Linked DNA regions of Sus scrofa: region 1 is linked to region 2. Evidence: chromatin contacts called from public Hi-C data. All regions are on one chromosome and are shown on one strand. Each heading gives the region's core, a stretch centred on a gene start, on an enhancer-like site or on the middle of the called end of the contact. The rest is flanking DNA. Distances are from core to core; before and after follow the strand shown. Region 1 holds the start of EGFR (epidermal growth factor receptor). Region 2 has its middle 25 kb from the start of SEC61G.

What was found. A called contact is a pair of places that touch in the nucleus more often than the background predicts.
Region 1: a contact with region 2 is called in a Hi-C map of liver, with 2.9 times the contacts expected there. The contact joins the promoter of EGFR here to the enhancer-like site in region 2. A contact is called at or near these places in 1 of 5 promoter capture datasets (liver), 7 of 47 Hi-C or Micro-C datasets (embryonic fibroblasts, epiblast stem cells, liver and 3 more) and 1 of 2 datasets of contacts at active chromatin or transcription factors (skeletal muscle).

What each region holds. Positions count from the first base shown.
Region 1 is chr9:139,300,040-139,304,376 of Sscrofa11.1, reverse strand. EGFR (epidermal growth factor receptor) reads right to left here and starts at 1,967. Exons shown (of 28, transcript NM_214007.1): 1 at 1,767-1,967. The coding sequence starts at 1,854.
Region 2 is chr9:139,158,373-139,162,956 of Sscrofa11.1, reverse strand. No RefSeq gene overlaps it. Among named protein-coding and RNA genes, the nearest start is that of SEC61G, 25 kb to the right of the region's middle. Within about 2 kb of position 2,361, at least 21 of the 83 cell types and tissues checked have an H3K27ac peak or open chromatin away from gene starts, as enhancers often do. A contact at or near this core is called in liver, omental adipose tissue and retroperitoneal adipose tissue, where this site is marked.

The DNA of each region.
Region 1 (4,337 bases), core at 718-3,217, 140 kb before region 2:
CCAAATGTGACTGACATGGGTCTTTCACACTTTGGGTTAATATTTTGCCCTACTTGGTCATCTTATTTACTTTAGCCCAATGACATTTGTTCATCTAATCCCACTATTCTATTCAGGAGCATTCTGTTTTAAACAAATACGGGATTAACAGGCAAATTAAGTGGTATTTATATTTTTCTTAGAAACAAATCTCCAAGCGGTAACAGCAGTGTTCAAAGGGGTACCAGCGGAGAGCTGCGGGCTCTTCTGGAGAAAGGTGGTGCTTTGGAGATGCTCCAACACTTTAATTTAAAATAAGGATGCCCCCACCCCCAACAGCCTGGGGCTCACAGCAGGGAGCAGCAGGGCCCCTGCTGCTCAAAGGACCCTGCGGTCAACTATCTCAGGAGCAGGACCACAGCCTTGGGCTCACAGCAGGGAGCAGCAGGGCCTCGAGACCCGTCAGGAGACGCTTTCAGTGAAAAGAGGCATATGCCTGGTCACTCATACCATCCCTCACCTCCTCTTTCCCATATTTTGCAAGGTTGTTAAAACTCCAGTGGTTCTGAAAGAGCTTTTGACCCTTGCAGGTAATCACTTCAGGGATTTCACCTCCATGGCCAGTGAGATCCACGCCTGGCTGCCCAGCAGAAGCACCTGAGGAGCTTTTCAAAATCCAGATGCCTCAGTCTCATCCCAGACCAGTGAAATTAGGCAGTCTGGGGGTGGGAGCCAGACAAGGTGTCTTGTTTCGTTTTAAATCCCAACCGATTCTAATTTGCAGCCAAGTTTGGGGTGCACTGCTTTAGGACTTACTGCTCCCCCCACCATCGCACTCAGCACCAAACCCTGTCTCGCTGTGCCAGTGACATCAACAGCAAGTACAGACCTGACTCTTGGAACCCCGGCTGCTTGAGTCTGAAATTGTGCAATTAAACCTTCTCAGGCATGTTTCTCATGTCAAGTGGGTTTATGGTCGGTAGTCACGAAGCCAGACTCGCTCATGTTTGGTCTGGACATTTGGCCCACGTGAACCACGGACATCAATCCGGTTTTTTTTTTTTTTAAAGTTTAATATTTTGGTTGGCCTGATGTCAAATTCTTCAAAAAGCTAAAAGACACATCCCAGAGAGAGAAATCTCTAGATTTTGAGGAGGAACGCTTGCTGTGAGCCATATTTTGAAACTGTGGGGACCCGGCCGGCCCGGATGCGTCCCGCCCCTGGACCGTTCGCCCCAGAACTGGCCCTCCTGCCGCGGCCGCTCCCACCGCCCCGTCCCTTCCACTGCGAAGCGCGGACACGCCGCCCAAGGGCTGCAAGAGGGGACAAATCTCGGGAGTCCCGGGAAGTGGCTACTCGCCGCCCGAGGGATGCGGACGGCGGGAGGCGCTGCGGGACGCGGAGGGGCGGTGGGGCCGGAGGACCTCTGGCCTCCCGGTCCCGAAGCGCAGGTGGCCAGTGCCCGGAACGAGCTCTCGAGCCTCTGGGTCAAGGCCGCGCCAGGAGAGGGGTCGGGGAGCTGGCTCCGGCGTGGGGCGCGGGTGCGGGGCCGGGCGCGGAGGGCCGCTCGGGTCCCGGGGTCCGGGCACGGGCCCCGCGTCCCGCCTGCGCCGCCCCCCAGCCCGGCGCACCGCGGGCGCACGTGCGGGGACGCGCTCGCCGGGGCGTCCACCCCGCGGGGGCCGGGAGGGCGGAAGGGAAGCGGCGCTCGGGCTCCTCGGCCCGCCGCGCCCGAGGCTGCGCGGCCGCCTGAGGACGGGCGGGACGGCGGCGCGGTCGCCCCTACCTTTCTTCTCCTCCAGCGCCGGACTCGCCTGGAAGTGCGCGGCCAGCAGCGCCAGGAGCGCGGCGCCGCCCGCCCAGGAGCGTCGCATCGCGCGGGGCTCGGCGCTCGGTCGGGACGCAGCGATGGCCGGGGCGCGGGGCGCGGGCTCGGCGGCCGGAGCGGACGGGGATCGCGCGGGCCGCGGGCGTGAGCTCCGAGCCGGGGCGGAGGCTGCGCGCTGCGCCGGCCGCCCGGACGTCTGGCTCGCGGGGGCGGGGGCGGGGGCGCGGGGAGGCCGGGCTCGAGGAGGAGGGACCGGGAGGAGGGGCGGGCGGCGCGCGGGGCGGAGGAGGCGACAGCGGGAGGAGCGCCGCGCGGGAGCGGGCTGCGGAGCCGAGCCCCGGGAGGACTGCCCCGCGCTGCCCCGCCGGCAGGGCAGGTCCTCGCCCACTTGCCTGCTGCTGGCGACCTGACCTTCCTGGAGCCACCTTTGCCCCCGGGTTGCCCATTCCCCTCCGCCGTCCTCCAAGTTGCAGAGCAGACGTGTCCCGGCGCGGAGCAGACCGAGCCTTCTGCCCAAGGCCGGATGCTGGCCCAGCGGGGGAGACCACTGTTTAATTGTGGCCCCAACTTCTCTGAGCACCTCGGGATCCCAGGGCGGGTCAGAGGCTGGCCTGGCGGCAGAGGCGCCCCCTGGCCTCTGAGATGCACTCAAGTCCCAGGGTCCTTCAGGTCCCGTCAAGCACCCTTGAAATCATCTGAAATAAGGACTCCCACCTCTAGCACAGATTCTGGCCTTGGGGAAATGTTTGTTGAGTGAATGCATAGGCACCAAAGGAGCCCGCAGCATTTCATGGGCCGTGCACCAGCGAGCAGTACTTGAAAGACGAATGATTGCAGGAAATCACTTCAAAAAAGTCAAGCACTTAGAATAAAGGCTTAGCACACACACTAGCTGTGGGCCCCCCTGCCTGAAGACAACCACGCTGCAACTCTGACAGGAGAAAAGCCGGGGAAACCTACTCAGGATTCGGCCAGAAGAAAGCCGGCTTTCTCGGGCTGCAGGAAGGTTTTAGCTAAATGCTTCCAGCAAAGCCCGCCCTGCCCTACTCCTCCTCCTCCTTCAGGACAGATGTCTTCTGCCTGTCTACAGCCGACTCCCTCTCCCACAAGACCCATTGTGACTTCTCGCGGGCCTTCAGCTCTGGTTGGCCCCACCTTTTAAGCAGGAATCATAAACCTGCAGTAAGTGGAGCTAAAGCAGGGCCTTTCCTACATGTGGGGGAGCAAAGCTTTGCATCTTTCCTTACCGAGCATTGGGTCCGTGGAACTTTAAGATGAGAATCATTTGTGTTTGTTTCTTTGTTTTAAGGAAGTCCCTTCATCCATTTAAGGATGAAGAAGGCTTTGTAGGTTCTGCAGGCCATGGCTTTGGTCCCTCCACGCTCTTCAAACGAAGGCAGAAATGGTCTGTAAAGAAAAGCGCCACCTGCTAGAGAAGGGCACCAAAGTGACAGCAGTGGGCAGAGGACGCAGCCAGGGTGTGTCTTGTAGCTCATCTGCTCACAGGAGTTCCACACATTTACCCAACAAGGGCCACAGATGGGGTCCTAAGCCTTTATAAAGGAAACATTTGTGTGGTAGCACAAATCGAACTGTCCGTGTGTTAAAACACCAAGCTACTGAAGCTACAGTGACTTTTTAAGCATGCATAAGAATTTCTCCCATGAGTCCCACAAAAGAAGTCAGTGTGTAAAGCCTTCAGGGTTCTGGAGTTCCTGCTGTGGGGAAGTGGGTTAAGAATCCTACAGTGTCTCTGTGGCAGCTGAGTGTGTGCTGTGGCTGGGGTTCAACCCCTGGCCTGGGAACTTCCATATGCCAGTAGTGTGGGAAAAAAAAAAAAAAAAAAAAAAAGAAAGACTTTAGGGTTCTCACGAACCACTTCTTTGTAATCAACAGCCGTCATGGTGCCGTCCTGGTACAATGGCCGTCCTGTGACCTGATAGCGTCTCAAGAAGCAGAGCTCCCTGTAAACTATTATTTGAGGAGGCAGTGTGACACTCCAGGCACACAAGCCAGTACGAGACTGGTCCCAGTGACTGGAGAGGAACAGGCCCACTCAGCATCTTCCTGGGACGTGCATGTGAATATTGAGTTGCTCCTCAAACTTGTGGAGCTTGTGATGGGAGAGGTGACATTCAGGATGACTTTATGCTCCTTGACAGGTAGCAGAGTGTACTCATAAATGCGTTGCTTGTTAAGTAAAAGCCGTGTGGCTGAGCTGGCAGAAATGGCATCCTCTTGAGAGAGCAGAGCTCTGCCCAGACCGGACCCTGCACAGAGGAGGTCCAGGCAACCAGCCTCTGCAGAAAGTGATCCCAGGTCCCCTCCTGGGCCATATCCCAGGCAAAAGCTACCACCAGCACCACCCCCAGCAGCAGCCCTGACTCCACTGTACTGATCAGAAATTAACTTACCTGACCACCCATGAGCTAGGTTGTGCTTTTGTCTGCAAGATGATGCTGTGGCTGAGGAAGGTTAAATAAATAACTTGCCCAAAGCCCCAAAGCATCCTTGCTAGTCCTGAGGCCA
Region 2 (4,584 bases), core at 1,112-3,611:
GCCGCCACTGGCAGACCCCGCCCCAGGGTCACTGGCTGCTTCCGTGGGAAGCTTTACTTTTACATCCGCGGATTCAAATCCGGGGCTTCTCCCAGACGCCAACTGTAAGGCACTAGACTCGGGCCTGGCATAGCCTCACCAAGACAGAACTCTGCCGAGGACACGGCTGCCTAGGTTCTGGCCCCTCGGGACGTCCAGGTACCACTGACGGTGAAAATAAGCTCTCTTGAGTGCTCCGCACAGGTCTCCTGGCAGAGAAGGAACTGGTGTCCCCGACACGACATGGATGCATTTTTCCAGAGGAGAAGGGAAGTGTCACTTGGGGAGCAGCAGAGAAGAGTAGCCCCCCACCCCCAGGACGAGACCTGCCCCCAGAGGCCGAGGGGAGGCCAGTGCCATGCCCCCAGCCCCATGCAGGCCTCATCCCACGGCCTCTCAAAGGATTTCTTCCGGTGACTTAAGACTGTCCTCAAAGGCTGCTGACCAGCTTTCCAGTGGGGTGTCACTGCTCACTGAGGGTTTAAAGGCCAGAGGGAGGACACCATGAGTTACTTCAATCAATCCTGATGGGAAACGGGAGCTTCCCTTTGGAGACGAGGCTGGAAAGGGGACCTCTGCATTCCTTGGGCCTTGGTGAGTCTACCACCTCTCTGGCGAAGAGGCACAGAGGCCGCTCTGGGACCTACTTACTGTTTAACCATGTCACACCCAGAAGGTCTAAGCGGTGCTTTGGAGATCATCGCTCAGAATCACTCTTTTGATAGTGAATTTGATGGTTACTTACTGCTTTTCCATTTTCTTCTCATTTCTAGAACATGACGCTTTTTTTGTATGGCAGAATCTCCAGACCCACTTGCAGGTTGATTATTGAATCAAACTCTTCTTTTACATTTTAAAGGATGCATCCAAGAGTTAAGTGTGCTCTTGTTTTATTTATTTATTTATTTATTTTATTTTCCCACTGTACAGCAAGGGGGTCAGGTTATCCTTAGATGTGTACATTGCAGTTACAATTTTTCCCCCATGTGCTCTTGTTTTAAAAGATGGAAATCAAGGTCTCCATGAGTGTGGAAATTATAATAAAGCTGCGAGTGTATATACGCTCACATTCACAGGAGCTTGTGCAAGGAAACGCACCTTACAGGCAAAACCTCAGAAAAGTCAACGCAAGGTGGAGGAGGCACGGATAACTGAGAGAGGATGGTAGGATGCGGACCTGCTCCTGGAGACGGGACTTTGCCCCGTGGCAGAGTGTCTGCAAAGTGACCCTGCTATTGTCACTCTAGCCTTTATCCATAAAGTGCACGTTAAGTCCACTGACAAAAGGACAAAGGCATTTTCCAGGGAAGTGTTTCTGCAGAGAACCGAGAAAGAACAAGTGGCTTCAAATACCAGAGAAAAGACTTCATTCGATAAAAGTATTTTGAGAAAAATACTGGAGTGTGGGCTTCCTGGTTTAGGGTACAAGAAGGCAATGCACATCCATCAGTGACGGCCCCGAAAAACCCTCTGCTTGAGGAGAAAAGGCGGGGCTGAAGGCTCGTCTCCTCTGGCTCCTCAGGGGCTGAGACGCGCTTACTCCTGGTTCATTGGACTTCTACTGCTGCAGCTTTCAGTGGTGACAAGCACCTTTCCTAACTGTGAACAGCGCGTGGTGAATGTCCTGATCTGCCAAGCGCCAGCCCTGGTCCCCTGGAGGCAGGGATAGGACATGGGCAGGTGCTCGACAGGTGGCCCAGGACACAGACTGAAACCCGGGAATGGCTTACCGAATGTGGCATCTTCCTCTGGCGCCTTTTTCAAGGGGAGGACCAGTCTCAAAGGTGACCTTAGGGAATGCTGTCACAGCCCTGCGCTCTAATGCTTTCATGGCTCCTGAGATACCGCCTCTCCGTCTTTGCTGAGCTTGGAAGGATTTCCAGCACCCCAGCACGGCTTCTCCAGGACCCACCCTAGCCCACCTGTGCTCCATCAGGATGGAGGACTGAGCCACACTGCGGGGACCCCTGTGCGCCCAGCCTCTGCACTCAGTCCTGGGCGTAGCTTCTGGAATCCAGGCCAAACACCACATGCCAAGTTGAGCTGGGCCCCTGGCTCCCCTCCTCCCCCACGGCTTCTGCACACAAAGTGCTGAGCTGAAGGTCACACTCAGGACAGACTCTGTGTCCTTCTGCGTCTCCAGTTCTTTGCGCAGTAGTTTCTCTCAGGCTCCTAATGCACCAGTTAGGGTCCCTTTAAAAACAAAAACAAGCACAGGCGGAGAGCAGGGTCACATGGCCACCACTCCGGGGTGAACACAGAGGCGGACTTGGTGTTTACCGTCTGCGTCTCTCTCGATTATCTGGCCCAGGTGACTGAACAAACAAAAGAGTCTGGGGCTGTGAAACAAGCAGGAATCGTTCTTCCCTGACGCTGGAGCTGAGCCCTGCGGGGCCCTCATGTGGACGGAAGGACGTCCGAGGAAGGTGCCCCTGCCGACGTGGGACGGTCCCTTAGGACCTAGAAACCCCCTCAAGTGATCGCGGGGTGAGCCTGTGCCATGACGGAGAGGGGCTCAGGCTGGTTGAAAGGGAGGCGGCTGGCGGTGACAGTTGCTTTCCTGACCTGCGCGGCCAAATTCAAGTTTCTCGTCCTCCCCCGAAGCCAAAAGAAACAGAGGTTGGCGTCAAAACTGTCTGTGTGACTCTGGTCCAAGGAGCTCGGGCTGAGCTCCTGAAGCCGACGCGGGCCCAGGGCTGCTCCTCCACCTGGAAAACGACGTCCCGACCCAGGCCCGGCCTCAGCCGCACAGGGACAAGCGCGGGCCGGGCGCGGGGACGCCAGCGTCGCCACGAGGACCCCCGCCAACCCCGCGCCGGCGCCTCGGGCGGGGGCTGGTCAAGAACAGCAGGGAAAGGAGCGGAAAATGCGGGGTCTGGGAAAAAGGAAGGGGACGACGAGGCTGGCGGCGGGAGCGCGGGGCCCCGAGCAGCTCAGGTTCCGCGAGGAGCTGGAGCCCGGGCCCCGGCTGGCGTGACCTTGGCGCTGACGGTCCCCTGGGGACCAAGTGTGCGCAGGGCCGGGCCTCAGAGCTCGTGGGCAAGGCCCGGGGACCCCTGGGCGAGGAAGAGGGGCGCCCTGAACGGAAGGCCCTCCAACCCGGGTCCGCCCTCGCCGTGACACGGGGTGTTCTCATTTAAGGCTGTAAAAATCAGCTTGAAAAAGTCACCCTCAGTCGCCTTCGAGGGGGTCTTGTGACATCGGAGACAGAGATCAATGTACAGCTCATTGGCCTCAATGTCAGTATTGTTTTAGAAAGTTGATACTCAGAAGATTTTGTTTAATTGAGGTAAAATTCATACAACGTAGAATTAATCATTAACTACCAGTAATCCAATTAATCATTGAAAGTGCATGATTCAGTGGTTTTTAGTACATTTACAATCTTATACAGCCACCGTCTCTATTTCCAAGACATTTTCATTACCCTGAAAGGAAACCCCATTCTCACCTCCACACCCCCCCCAAACACTACTCTGCTGGCTTTCTCTTTGGATTTACCTCTTTTGGTTTTTGATGTCTGGTTTTAATTTAAGTATAATCGCTTTACAATGGTGCGTCTGTTTCAGGTGCACAGCGAAGTGACTCAGCTCTACCTGCGCATGAACCTTCTTTTCCGGATTCCTTTCCTCTGTGGTTTATTACAGGATATTGAGGAGCCCGCCCGTGCCCTACAGCAGGTGCCTGCTGTCCCTCTGTTCTGTACACAGTGGTGTGTATCTGCCGATCCCAAGCTCCTCATTCCCCCCACCCCTACCCCCTTTCCCTCTCGGCACCCATCCCTTTGTGTTCTCCGTACTCAGGAGCCTGCTCGACTGACAGATTTGGGAATCAAGTTTGTGGGGAATGGGATGGTCTGAGACCAAGCTGTCAGCTGGCCCCTCTCCTTGAGGAGGGATGGTGGGGAGCTCTGTGCCCTCTCGGAACCTGAGGCCATCATTTTTACGGGGGGCCTGGTCTGCCTCTCCTGCTCCCCGTAATGCCTTCACCCTCTCGAAGATGCTCTCATTCAGTCGAACTTTCCTCAGTGCCATCCGTATCTCCTTAAAGGATCCTGAATCCTTTCGTTGTCTTGGCAGACTTTATGCTAAACGTGCTAGCTTATCAAGAAGTATTGGGCTCAGCGGTTAAGGTGTATTTATTCCTCAACACATACCGGGGAAAAGCGTCGCAGAGCTGATGTGAACTCCCCAGAGGAGAGCAGCACCACTGCACAGACTCTCCACGGCTCGTCTACGATGGGCGAGAAGTTACAGAGCTGAGTTAGCACGGCAACCTGTTTTCTGTTAACTATAAGCCTCATTCATACGTGTCAAAAGTTAGAAGCACCTAAAATGCTCTTAGTGGGTAAGTGAATAAACCATGACACCTTTAAACCGTGGAGTTTCACTCACCGACAAAAGAAAGAGCCAGCCAGCCACAAAAACACATGGAAATATCTCAAGCGCATCTTCTAAGAAGAGGCCAATCTGGGTGGTTTCCAGAGGCAGAGGGTGGAGGTGATGAAAAGGTAGGAATATTTTATTTATCAGACGGGTCCTGGAG